Linked DNA regions of Mus musculus: regions 1 and 2 are each linked to region 3. Evidence: chromatin contacts called from public HiChIP or PLAC-seq and promoter capture Hi-C data. All regions are on one chromosome and are shown on one strand. The core of a region is the stretch at or near the end of the contact, and the rest is flanking DNA. Distances in the headings are between cores, read along the strand shown.

The links. Promoter capture Hi-C pulls out the DNA fragments that hold promoters and counts their contacts. HiChIP or PLAC-seq counts read pairs in DNA pulled down with a chosen protein or histone mark.
Region 1: a promoter capture Hi-C map of hematopoietic stem and progenitor cells shows a contact between it and region 3. The contact joins the enhancer-like site here to the promoter of Smndc1 in region 3. A contact is called at or near these places in 4 of 39 promoter capture datasets (the C10 cell line, cranial neural crest, hematopoietic stem and progenitor cells and 1 more), 3 of 115 datasets of contacts at active chromatin or transcription factors (effector CD8 T cells, microglia and pancreatic cancer cells) and 2 of 9 other capture datasets (adipose tissue and liver).
Region 2: an H3K27ac HiChIP or PLAC-seq map of embryonic stem cells shows a contact between it and region 3, with 35 read pairs. The contact joins the enhancer-like site here to the promoter of Smndc1 in region 3. A contact is called at or near these places in 11 of 39 promoter capture datasets (the C10 cell line, the HPC-7 cell line, HPC-7-derived erythroid cells and 9 more), 2 of 15 datasets of contacts at CTCF or cohesin (CD8 T cells and large pre-B cells), 31 of 484 Hi-C or Micro-C datasets (the 3T3-L1 cell line, the Ba/F3 cell line, CD8 T cells and 20 more), 37 of 115 datasets of contacts at active chromatin or transcription factors (the 230-238 cell line, CD8 T cells, the HPC-7 cell line and 25 more) and 3 of 9 other capture datasets (adipose tissue, bone marrow-derived macrophages and liver).

The regions. Positions count from the first base shown.
Region 1 is chr19:53,162,476-53,166,553 of GRCm38.p6, forward strand. All of the region lies in intron 1 of Add3 (adducin 3 (gamma)), which reads left to right. Among named protein-coding and RNA genes, the nearest start is that of Add3, 22 kb to the left of the region's middle. Within about 2 kb of position 2,341, at least 73 of the 459 cell types and tissues checked have an H3K27ac peak or open chromatin away from gene starts, as enhancers often do. A contact at or near this core is called in hematopoietic stem and progenitor cells and microglia, where this site is marked.
Region 2 is chr19:53,556,154-53,560,305 of GRCm38.p6, forward strand. No RefSeq gene overlaps it. Among named protein-coding and RNA genes, the nearest start is that of Dusp5, 29 kb to the left of the region's middle. Within about 2 kb of position 1,283, at least 89 of the 459 cell types and tissues checked have an H3K27ac peak or open chromatin away from gene starts, as enhancers often do. A contact at or near this core is called in CD8 T cells, Th1 cells, acute myeloid leukemia and 9 more, where this site is marked.
Region 3 is chr19:53,388,167-53,392,466 of GRCm38.p6, forward strand. Smndc1 (survival motor neuron domain containing 1) reads right to left here and starts at 2,468. Exons shown (of 6, transcript NM_172429.3): 1 at 2,250-2,468; 2 at 1,137-1,256. The coding sequence starts at 1,256.

The DNA.
Region 1 (4,078 bases), core at 1,091-3,590, 230 kb before region 3:
ACACAGTAGATTTTAAAGACTAATTATAGAAAAAGGATACAAAATTCTCAGTTTTTAATATTGATTATACATAGATGTGAACTTTCAGTGTTTCATTAAACAAAGTATATTAAAATTAGATTGTGGACTTGTAACCAGAGTCCTGGGGAAGTGTCAGACAGACAGACAGACACAGTCAGTCAGTCAGTTAGTTCCCAGGGTCTCATCAACCAGCCAGCCTAAGCAAAGCAGTAAGTTCTGAGTTCAGTGAGAGACTCTGCCTCACAGATAATTAAATAAGTAAGGCAGATAAGCCATTGAGGACAGACATCCTCGAGTTAACCTCTGCCCACCTGCCTCACCTGCACACTCATCATACATTGCACCCTGAACCTCATGTAAACTAAGCAATTATTTTTGCTTTTCTTTAAAAATGGGACTCTATACGACAGATTAATTAGCCTTGAACTTATGATGCTACTGCAACCTCCCAAGTGTTGTAAGCACACATCACCTTCCACAGCAGGCCTCCCTGTTGACGATTGCTATACCTACTAGAAAGCGCCACATCATACTTGTGCTGAACACTTGTGCTCCCACAAAGGAAAGGCTCCATGCTGTGCTCCTTCCAGGTGGGAGCTGGCAGAAATCTGGGAAAGGCTTCCTCAGTTTCTCTAGCTTCAAGAACGCCAGCCGACATGTTTGGCTGGCTTGTGTAACAAGTGCTGTTTCTGTTTTGGAGGAGTTTAACTTGCTGTTACTGCCTCGTTCTGTAATTTTCTCAGGGTAAGGTTAGAAACAGGAAGTGGTCGTTCTATTCTGATGGGTGTTTGCTGAGTCTTGTCCACCCTTCTTGAAAACAGGTGACAAAAATAAATTTATAGCTACTGTCTTCGTTCATATTGCTACAACAAACACCATCACCAAAACCCAAAACACATTATATTTTCATTTTCTCTGTGCTCTGGTATGAAGCACCGTGCAGTAGGTAAAGGAGCCTCTTGCTCAAAGTTCCCTGCTGCTTAGGATCCTTGTATTGCTTTCCTCCAGGCTACCTGCTACCCCATTGGGTACCTGGTGAGTACCTCAGACATCAATGAAGTTTTCTTTTTAAAAATTTAATTGAGGAAAATTATGTGACCATGTATAACATGTTTTAAAAGAGTATTAAAGAGCAGCTAAACTATTTACATGTGCCTTACCTATTTTACACACGTTTTAAAACAAAACTTATTTTATTTCTTGAGATGGGGGTCTCACTATATAACCCTGGCTGACCTGGAACTAACTCTGTAGACCAGGCTGGCCTTGAACTCACAGAGATTCTCTTGCCTTGTCTCCCACCACCCAGCTATCGGCTTACTTTTTGTGGTGAGAACACTACAGTTGGATGTTTTCAAGAGAGACTTCAGGTTACTGACAGCCTTTTGAGCAGTGTGGAACATCAGAAGCTTGGGAAAGAGTGGCCTTCTCATGTTGAAACATCACTGAAAGCTCTTCAGACGCTTTCAGGAAAACACAGGAAGAGTCTCTTCTAAGTGCCAGGAATATCACATCTTAAGCTTCAGAGATCAACCATATAAGATCCATCCCATATACAACCACCAAACCCAGACACTATTGCATATGCCAGAAAGATTTTGCTGACAGGACCCTGATATAGCTGTCTCTTGTGAGGCTATGCCAGTGCCTGGCAAATACAGAAGTGGATGCTCACAGTCGTCTATTGGATGGATCACAGGGCCCCCAATGAAGGAGCTAGAGAAAGTACCCAAGGAGCTGAAGGGGTCTGTAACCCTATAGGTGGAACAACAATATGAACTAACCAGTACCCCCAGAGCTTGTGTCTCTAGCTGCGTATGTATCAGAAGATGGCCTAGTCAGCCATCAATGGGAGGAGAGGCCCTTGGTCTTACAAAGATCATATGCCCCACTACAGGAGAATGCCAGGGCCAGGAAGTGGGAGTGGGTGGGTTGGGGAGTGGAGTGGAGTGGGGTGGGGTGGGGGTGGGGGTGGGAAGGGTATAGGGGACTTTGGAGATAGCATTTGAAATGTAAATGAAGAAAATATTTAATAAAAAAAGAAAGAAAAATGAGAAGCTACCTCAAAAGAAAGAGAGAGAGAAAGAGAGAGAGGAAGGAAGGAAGGAAGGAAGAAAGAAAGCAAGCAAGCAAGCAAGCAAGCCTTCTTTACAGACAGTGTTGAAGTAAGACAAAGGGGTAGAATAAGTGTACTGAGTGGATAAGCCTTGCATTAATCCTAGGCCATGTCTTAATGGCAATGTCCTTGACATTGCCGCACCGAGACTGAGCAAGTGGAAATGTCAGAGTGCTGGCATGTTAGCTGCTAAGTTAGACTGCTTGTGACTGTGATCTGCGCGCTGTGCAGGGCTGGATGCTGCCTTTGCTCCCAACTGCTGTTCTCACTTAGGTTCAAGTACCTGTTACTGACTTTGGAAAAACACAAGGAGGAAGAGAAATATTGAAAAGTAGCTCAGGGCTGGAGAGGGTTATGTTTAAAGAGCAGAGCACGGCCAGGACGAGTGCTGTGCATCTGTAGTCTCAGCGTTTGCCAGCTGAGGCAGGAGGATTGAGGATTTGTGGCCTACATGGGTTTCAGAGTGACTTTGAAGAGAGGTGGGGTGGGGAGCACAGAGTGCAGGAAGTACGAAGTATAGAAGTGTGTTTCCGACTAGGTGGTGGGGATCCCGTTTTCCTGAGTCTCCCAGTATCCTACCTGGGTACCTGTAGGGAGTTGTAGCGTCTGAGATGAGCAGCTTCTGTAATTGTCTGCCTAGTCTGCCTCGCTCGCCTCCATGACTGAGATCATGGCAGGTTTAAATGCGTGTTGCTTATGCTCTTATGCTACATATGTTGTTGTTTTATATTGTTTATTATTTATCTGAAGTATCATCTACCTGAAATTTCATCAAGAGGAAAGGAATATGCACCATAGAGCATCCATATTATGGTTAAGAGAAGTAAGAGTTAACTGAGCAGCCAAACTAACTGGGACTAACGTGGCACTCATCCCTCAGCTTTATAACGAGGCAGTAGCCTCCTTGTGGGTGGGGGAGGGGAGTGTGAACTCAGTGACTTTCCTAATTCAGTCACTCATCCCTTTAACCCCTGTAAAATTGATTTGCTTTTGTAGGTCAATTATATAATGTTTGTGTGCATGGTGTTGTTCCAAGTGAAAAGCTCTGGTGAATGGCTATTTTGGAAGAAAAGATTGGGATATATTCATAGTAATAAGCTTGGTTTGCATTTCTGGGTGACTCATGATCTTCAGCTTCTAACCAAGTTAGTGAAGGGTTGCTATAACTACCAGATGGCAGGCTTTCCTAATCCAGTGTTAGATGCCAACAGGCTAATAACAGAATAGATGTATGCAGAGTGCACAGATTGGAGTATTATTTAAACTGCTCATCTAGTTGAAACTGCACATTTAAAGGAGGTATAAATGCATTTGTGTATGATACAATTGTTTGGTTTTCAGGACAGTCTCTGAATGCATTTGTAGTGGGTATTTTATGTAAAATGCTTTGTGTCTAAGGGGTATTTTGCCAAGTGCCAGTCTAAAATTTACTTGGGCTCCATCCAGCTGGCAGGTCAGATGTGCTCAGTTCCGGAGAATGGATTCATAGTGGAAGCAGTGTTCGTGCAGTGCAATTACTTTAAAATTAGTTGGTTTATAATTAAAAATTTTCAACTGCTATATTAAAACTACACAGCATAGACATTAAATATCTAGCAGAAATACTTCATGCTCATGTTGTATTCTTAGAACATTTAGAAGCTTTACAGAAAAACCCACGGAAACAAACTCATGAGCTGCCCTCAGTTGATTTTAATGTCCACTTTGAGTTCCTAGGGTAATGGATGGCTTCTACGACTCTGTGAACAAGACGGATGCCGAAGTGCCGACGGCGTAGGCCTAGTGCATAGGACGAGGAGCTGTGTTTCTGTGTAGGGAAAGCTGTAGTCGTGTTCTTTAAGGGAAGCAGGTAGTTAAGTACTGGATACCACTTGGTACAGGTGAAACGGGTCCCAGATGAGGGATTTGCCACTGTAGCCTCAACACCGTGAGGTGAGCTCT
Region 2 (4,152 bases), core at 33-2,532, 170 kb after region 3:
GCCTGCCTTTGATACCAGCCTAGCACTCAAGGAGCTAGTCTACAGAGAGTGTTCCAGAACTGTCAGGGCTGCACAGAGAAATCCTGTCCCAGAAAACGAAAGGAAAAAAAGAAAAAAACAAAAAAAAAAACAATTTCTACCCACAGACACCCACTGTCAGTATTGAATGTTTCCAGTCAGTCTGGTTTCTATGCATTAGATGTAGCCCTTCCTTGATTCCTCCTCCCTCTCACCTTCCCCCCTCCCCTCTTCTCTCTCCTCCTCCTTCCCCTCCTCCCTCATTCTCTCCCCTTTCTTTTAAGTTCCTGTGAACAGCTGTTAGGGTCTGTGTACATAGCTGTGTGCCCTACCTTGTGCTGTTATTAACAATCGACAATCACCCTTCTTTTTTTTTTTTTTTTTTTTTTAAAGATTTATTTATTATATGTAAGTACACTGTAGCTGTCTTCAGACACTCCAGAAGAGGGCATCAGATCTTGTTACAGATGGTTGTGAGCCACCATGTGGTTGCGGGGATTTGAACTCCGTACCTTCGGAAGAGCAGTCGGGTGCTCTTACCCACTGAGCCATCTCACCAGCCCGACAATCACCCTTCTTAACAGCTGGATTTAGGAGGCTCACAGAGTGGCGTGTGTTTATAAATTATGAACATCCTTTAACAAAAACCACTTCGGAATCTGGAATTATTATTTGGAATGCTAATGGTTAACTCATTGACATTTTAACGCTGCTAATGAAGTTTATCTCAATGGGCTTTGGGGAAGCTGTCTGCTTCAATTCCCACAATTCAGAGAGGGTAGGAGGGGAATGTAAGGTGACCCTCCCCACCTCCTTTCCCTTCTTCCCCCACCCTCTCTCTTCCAGGGGTCCTTTCCATGCCACCAGAAGAGGGCGTGTACACAGGTCTAGTGTCATCCCTATTCCACTCTTCTGCCCACTGCTTTCTCACGTTCTCAATATGCTCAACCGCTGATTAGGCTGGAGTGGTTTTTCCGGCCTGTGAAATTACCTGCCATTAGTGGAAAGTGTCCCAGCCTTGTCTCTTGCCAGCTTGGGACTTCGGGCAATTTTCTTAGATTTCTCAACCTGTTTTGGTAAAATAAAGTATGGCTGCTAGGATTAAAGAGGGGGCGTCTAGATGGCAAGTTTTCCCCCAAGTCTTCCACGTCCCCAATCCAACGCGCCCCGCCTAGGCCCCCTGCTTTCCGCAGGGTTCCGGGAAGTGGTTCTGCCAGAGACTGCCTAGGAGCAGCTGTGGAGTCAGGTGACCCAACTCCCCACAGGGGTGACTAAAATACCAGCGATGCCGATTATTTGGACTTCCTGGGCAGGGCCTGCCACCGCTGTGACTGGTGGGACCTTGGAAGCAACAGTAATTAATATTTTGCCAGGTGTGATTCCAATGGCCCCGCCAAAGCAAGGGGTCCCACCCTGAGCAGGGAGCCCGTGGGAACTGCCTGAGCTGCATTCCCGGGCTGGTGATTGTGCCACATGCTCCTCCTGGGTTCCATGCAGGGGACGTCCCTAGCCTTGCCCCGGGGTTCAGATGCTGCAGGAAGGAGCATTCCACCCCCATCCTAGCACCCCCAGTCTCCAGGCAGGCACTCTCAAGGAGTCCCCTCCTAATCCACGTGGACTTGTCCCTGTAGCTCCTAGAGTAGAAGTCCTGGTGGCTATGGTTGAGAGGGCACGGGAGTTGTGGCGTGTTTATAAAAGGATAAAGCGATATAAGATATGTTCTATAGGGGTGTGGTGAGGTATGGGGAAGGGGATGTCTCAGCGGGCCCATGCGGAGTCAACTCTTCCCCCCGTGGGACCAGCCACACGGTATAGTACAGAATAGAGTTTATTTAGGGCGTGGGGAGGAGAGTTAAGAGGGTAGTGGAGGCAGAGAAAGGCAGGGGTGGGGGGCGTAGAGGAGAAAAACAGAGGTCGGCCATGAGCACGTGGAGAGAGAGGGGGGAAGGGAATGGGGAGAGAGGGGGGAGCATGAGAGCAAGGGAAAGAGGAGGGGGGCAGCGCCTTTTATAGTGGGTCGCCTACCCCCCGCTGTTGCCAGGTAACTGTGGGGAGGAGCATACCTGGCTGTTGCCAGATGACTGTGAGATGGAGTTTAGACAGAATGCTAACAAGTTGGGGTCGGAGTTGGGGTATCAGTCTTTCCCATACACACCTTCCAAATTCATAGGAGTCAGAAACTCAAAGGGCTCTGGGACCCTAATCTCCATCTTCCTCCTTTTATAGTGGGTACCACGGCTCCCGAAAGTGGATTGATTGTTCTACGTGGAATTATAAGAAAAACGACTAAATAAGGACAGTGAACTGGAAGCTGGGTTTTGGTTTTTTTTTGTTTGTTTGTTTTTTTCTAGACAGGGTTTCTCTATGTAGCCTTGGCTGTCCTGGAACTTGCTCTGTAGACCTGGGCTCGAACTCACAGAGATCTGTCTACCTCTGACTCAAAATGCTAGGATTAAAGCCATGTGACACCACCATCAAGCTGGCATTTATTATTATTATTGCTGTTGTTGTTATTGTTATTATTATTCATGAATGTTTTGCTGGCGTGTATGTGAGTGTGCTGTCATACATACTGTCAGAAGAGAACTTCGAATGCCCTGGAACTGGAGTTATGGATGGCTGTAAACCACCATGTGGATGCTTGGAATAGAACCCAGGTCTTCTTCGTGAACAAGTGTGCACCTGCCCATCTCTCCTGCCCCTGACTGAAGTTTCCAAGAGTTATTGTTTTCAATGATGTAGAAAGCACCCCAAATCCAAGTTCTGTTATTTCCCCAGCTCCTGAAATTCCTTTTCACGCTCTTCATTTTAAGCTACTGCCATCCCCCATTTTAAATAAAGGTTTCCCTGGGTAGCCCTGTCTCACTTTGAACTCACAATCCTCCTGCCTCAGGCTCCCTAGTGTTAAAATTATAGGCATGAACCATTATGACCATTATAGGCATGAACTATTATGACCAGGCTAAACTACCATCCTCAGCTAAACTTCACGAGTTTGCTGCCAATTCTCCTGGCAGGGACCACATTCCAGTTAAAAGTACTGTTTCTGGAGTCAGGCAGTGGTAGCATATGCTTTTAAGCAAATTTTGAGTTCAAGGATAACCTGGTCTACAGAGTGAATTCCAGAGTTGCCAGGGCTACACTGAGAAATTCTGTCTCAAAAAAACAAAAAACAAAAAACAAAAAACAAAAAACAAAAACAAAAAACCAAAACCAAAAGCCCAAAAAAAACAAACAAAAAACTGTTTCTGGGGCTGGAGAGATGGCTCAGTGTTTCAGAGCACTGACAGCTCTTCCAGAGGTCCTGAGTTCAATTCCCAGCAACTACATGGTGGCTCACAACCATCTGTAATGGGATCTGATGCCCTCTCTGGTGTGTGTCTGAAGACGGCTGCAGTGTACTCATATAAATAATTTTTTAAAAAGTCTTTTAAAAAAAAAACAACAACAGAACAATTTGTTCTTGTTCTTTTTTTAAAAAATAAAAGTATTTCTGGGGTGATGGACAGAGGGAAGGAGTGAAAGCAGACACAACCAACGCTGTCAGGAAGCCTATGGGCTCTCCATGAAGGCTGAGTTCAGATCACACAGCCATCTGTCACCTTCCAACAACGGGGTGAGGGGAGCCACTAGCTATCATTCCTATCCAGGAGAGGTTAAGTCAGTTTCAGACAACATGCAGCCAGGAAGTGTTCCCATACAGTTGCAGTCCTAGCAGAAAGCCGGACCCATAGCCCAGCATCCATGTGCAGTTCATCCTTGTAGTGACCTATTTATAAGAAATATGAACGCTGTTCCATCTTTGAGTGTGGAGGGGTCTTAGGGCAAAGAGCGTATGACATTTACCTCTCCCCTGTAAACATCACAACAGTGCCCAAACGCATAATGCAACACGGGGAAATGCCTAGATTTGCTCAAATGCAAGTGTCGTGTGACAAAACTTTTTCTGAGGAGAGGAAACACATTTGTCTCATCACCCCAAGTAGGGAACCCATGATAGACCAAAGTACTGGTACCACCAGAGTCCAACTTGATGAACCAATAAGTTTTATTGGGGTTACTTAAAGGAGCAGAAATGACTCAAAGACAGCTGCATCACCAAAGTCCACCCCAGGGTGGGTGACAGCTCAGAAA
Region 3 (4,300 bases), core at 1,218-3,717:
CTCCATAGGCTGAAGAACAGTATTAGTCAAAGTAAAATTATCCTTCATTATTTTGTTTTTAACATATACTTTATTGTAAGTCTAGAACCCAAGTTTGAAAATGTCCAACTCATTTTAAATTACAGGTAAGATCTTTCAGAATCCCAAAAGCATTAAGCCCAAAAATAAAAGTTGGAAATGCTTGTGTTTGTGTGTCCGTGTCCTTTTTGAAACAAGGTCTTACTCTATAGCCCTGGATGGCCTGGCACTCAAGAGCTCTGCCTAGCTCTGCGTCCTGAGGGCTGGGATTAGAGGCGTGCATATACAGCAGGCAACATCTAATGTATTAATGGTCATCAGGAAGATAAAGAGAATGACTGTTTAGATGGGATATAGAATAAGCAAGAAATCATCAAAACACCCTGAAAACTGCTGAAGTATGGGTTCAGAACTTGAAGGACATTCTTAGGAACAAAGTTTCCATGTAAGATATTTACAAGTTATCCATGGTACTTTTCTTAACCTGGTGTTCTGAGAAGCAACAGGTATGTAAATTTGTCCTGAAACCCCAGTTCATGTCCTTAGATGTTTTGTTCTTCCTAAACTTGGCATGAAAAAGCTAATCTCTTTTGCACTATTTCAACTTCACTCAACAACTACAAAGCCCAGCCTTAAAGTCAAATACCTATAACATCCATACAGAATGTTATTCCCTAACACATTCTCACGATGTGGTTTTAATAAAAGTATAGACCCCATTAGCTTTGAAAAATAAGGCTGAATTTAATCTTCAGATAATTTTGTGTCATAAGAAGGATCTTAGTCAGATTGTATATTCCTCCCTTAATAGTGTTACCTTTTGAACTAAGTTTCCTTGTCAAGTCTTTTAAAACAAAAGCTTATTCCGTTGCAACGCCTCTTCTCATGAAATCCTGTAAGTACACACAGGATTTACAAAACCGAGTGTTTTGTTCCTTCTGATGTACACCAAGAGGAGCTAATGTGAGAAGCCTCAGTACCTGTGTACAAACAAGCATATACACGTGGGAGCGCCTTCCTCAGATGCTTTGCGTGCCTACGAGTCTTGAATGCATACTTTGAAAAAGACAAATCCTCTTCTCAAACAACCTCAACTCCAAGTGTCCACCTGTACTTACTTGCAAATCCTTCTTCAGTTTCAATAGATCTTCATTTTCTCCATTTCCAGAAAGGGCAGCTTCTACTTGCTGGAGTTGAGCTTTGTAGCTAGCCAACTGTTTTGCTAGATCCTCTGACATCTGAGGAAAATAAAGGCCCATAAGGCAAGTCAAATATCAAATTACAAAAAAACAACAACAAAAAAAAAACTTCCTCTGACCTGTCTAATTTAAATCACTCTTGCTACAAAATTCAAGTTCCGTTCATCACCATTTTAACTTTATTCATATTTAACTAATCCACAAACTTCAAGGCAATTAAATTCTAAAGACTGCAGATACGGCTGGTCAATTCTACACAGAAAGAGTTCCCCCGGAAAAATCATGCTATTAAAAAAGAAAAAAAAAAAAAAACCCTGCTTCTTCTTTAAGTATCATATATCATAGGAAGACAGTGTATGTCAATAAAGACTGCGACATACTTTTCAAAAGCTGAGAAAGTCAAAAATCAAGAGAAATTAAAATTCGCACGGACGGGTTCTTCCCCCCAGTCAGAGGAAGCGGTTTTCGGTTAACTACACCTTCGGCGTTTCCTCGCCTTTCTCTCCGGTGGAGGGAACCGCTCGGAGCGCTCACTCTTCCTTCACACGGAGGTCATCCTAGAAACCCGCCTCTCGCCCAACGCAGCTCGGCGTCGCCAGGGGTCCAGAAGCCCCTCTGGGCGGCCGCGGGGCAAACATACGGGTCCTCGGGGGACACCTCCGGGACATTCCGGCCCACCGGAAGCCTGGAACCCCGGCCGAGTCTTCCCGTCCGCGCGCGGGCTTCCCCGAGCCCGCTGGAGCCCCGGTCCACCATCTCCCACCAGGGAACGCAGACCTCCGCGTCCATGGAAACCGCCGAGCCCCGCACCCTCACAGAGGCTTCCCCCAGACGGCCACGTTCGCCGCCTCGTCCCGGAAGCCCCCACGCAGGCCGGGGCCGTCCACTGGGGGGTGCGAGAGCCGCTGCCTCCCCACACTGCCCTGGCCGGGCCCAGCTCTGACGCCGGCGCCCTCGCTTCCGGCCTCCGCCTCCACCTCCACTCCAGCCCGAGGCCCGAGGAGGCCTGACTCTCCCTCAGGGGCTCGTTACCTTGGGTGGGGCTGGGGTCGGGACGGCGGGCAGGGGTCGGGGAGGCGAGGCGAGGCGAGCGGCGTCAGGGGCGGCTGCAGCCGGGAAAGATTTTCCGCCGCGACGAGCCTCGGTCGGAAAAGGAGAAAGTCCGCCAGCGAGGGGGAGGGGAGAGAAGCCGGCCTCGGGCAGGAGGAGAGAGAGACAAGGCGAGCGAGATCTCGCGAGACCTACGGACTCTCGTGGAAAAGATGGCGCCCGGGTCACATGACCCTCGCCGCCCTCTCAGCAGCCTGCGATTGCAGCCTCGGAAGGCGGAGCGGGTGTGGTCTGATGGGCAGGAAGTGACGTGTCTGGGCCGCGCCGGGGGCAGAGGGCATGTTCGTTTTACGTCAGTTCCGCCTCGTGCTGGGAGCGGCAGCGAGTGGTTCTCTGTGGTGGGTGTTGTCCTCCGGTTCCCTGCGGCGTAAACTCGCGAGCCTTTCTGCCCAGCCCTGATGAGATTTAGTACCGGGAACGGGCTGGGAGTGATGGCGGGTGCCTTGTGTCCCACAGGGAGGCAGATGGCGGCGGCGGATCTGAGTCTGAGCCCGCATAGCGAGTTCCAGGCCAGCCAAGGCTACAGAGCGAGACCTTGAAGTCAAGAGAAGGGAAGTTTTTTGTTGTTTAGAAAATAAATATAGCCAATAAAGATAGAGTGATAGAAGTGGAACGGTGACCATTTGAGGTGCTTAGGCATCACCCATGGTAGGTAAAAGCCATGTGATGTAAGAAAATAGAGAAAGGTAGGATGTTTAGAGTCAAAGCTGGCAATCGCTCACCCAGCGATCAACTTCAGCATCACTAGTTGTGAGACAACCTTACTTTATGCATGTTTATGACCGAGTGACAGTCAACATGAAGTGACTGTCACCTCTGAGGAAGTATAATCAAAGCCCTTTTGAGTTTAAAGGAAATAATAAGCATAACGTGTTGAATGTCCGTGAGGAAAGAAACACCCATCCAGAATGTGCGATTTTTTTTTGACTTAAATAATTCAAGAGTAATGTAATTTTAATGAGAAATACCTCCCTTCGTCTTGGCCATTTGGAGTAGTTTAGAGGTGTTCCCTGCCTTGTGCAGATTGGAGAGGTTAAAGACACACACACCACTTAAATTTGAGCTCTCGGCGCTGTATGTGCAGTTTGATGCCGGCTCACAACAAAATACTTCAGCCATCATGTCCTTGGCCTGCTGCTGCCCCTGCCCGGCCATTATAGACTCACTCCGGAGCCATAAGCTAAAATAAAATCGTTAAGCTGCCTTGGTCATGGTGTTTTATCACAGCAACAAAGAAGGAAGCAATGCTATTAAAAGGAGTAAGGACTGTTTTGGATTAGAAGATTAAAAAGATGGGTATGGTGGTGCCTGTGTGTAGTCTCTGTTGTGCCAGGAAATGTTCATGAGCCCCCCCCCAAAAAAAAAACCACCAGGGAGCTGATTCTGATGCAATTGAACTAGGTTCTTTTGTTCAAGCTCGAGCTTGGGCCTCACCACCCTCTCTGATGCAAGAGAACTGGGGGCCGGGGGTGCAAACGCAGGGTTGTAGATTTGTTAGGAAATAACCTGGAAACTGGTGTTGGATGTAGGTTTTGTTGTGAGGTAACCTGGAAACTGGTGTTAGGCACAGGACTTGTTGGGGGGAGGGGGGGGCGTAGCCTGGAAACTGGTGCTAGATACTGGCCTGTTAGTTTACTTGAGTTTAACCTTAGGTCAGGTTCTCTAAGATGGAGTCCGAACCCTGAAGGTTTGGTCTCAAGTACACCAGAGGCAGAGGGAGGAAAATCAACTGAAATTTAAAAAGTGCCTGGACTAGTGTACTCCAGGCCTTCCAGGTCTAATAGCAAGTGCCTATCTCAAGATCCAAACAAGCAAAAGGAGAAATGATAATGAAGTATGTAAATGTTGATTGGATCTTTGTATTAGTCAGACTTCTCTAGAGTCACAGAACTCTATGAAATAAGGAAATTTGTTATGACAACTTACAGTCTGGAGTCCAGCTCCCCAACAATGGTCAGCTGTAAATGGAAGTC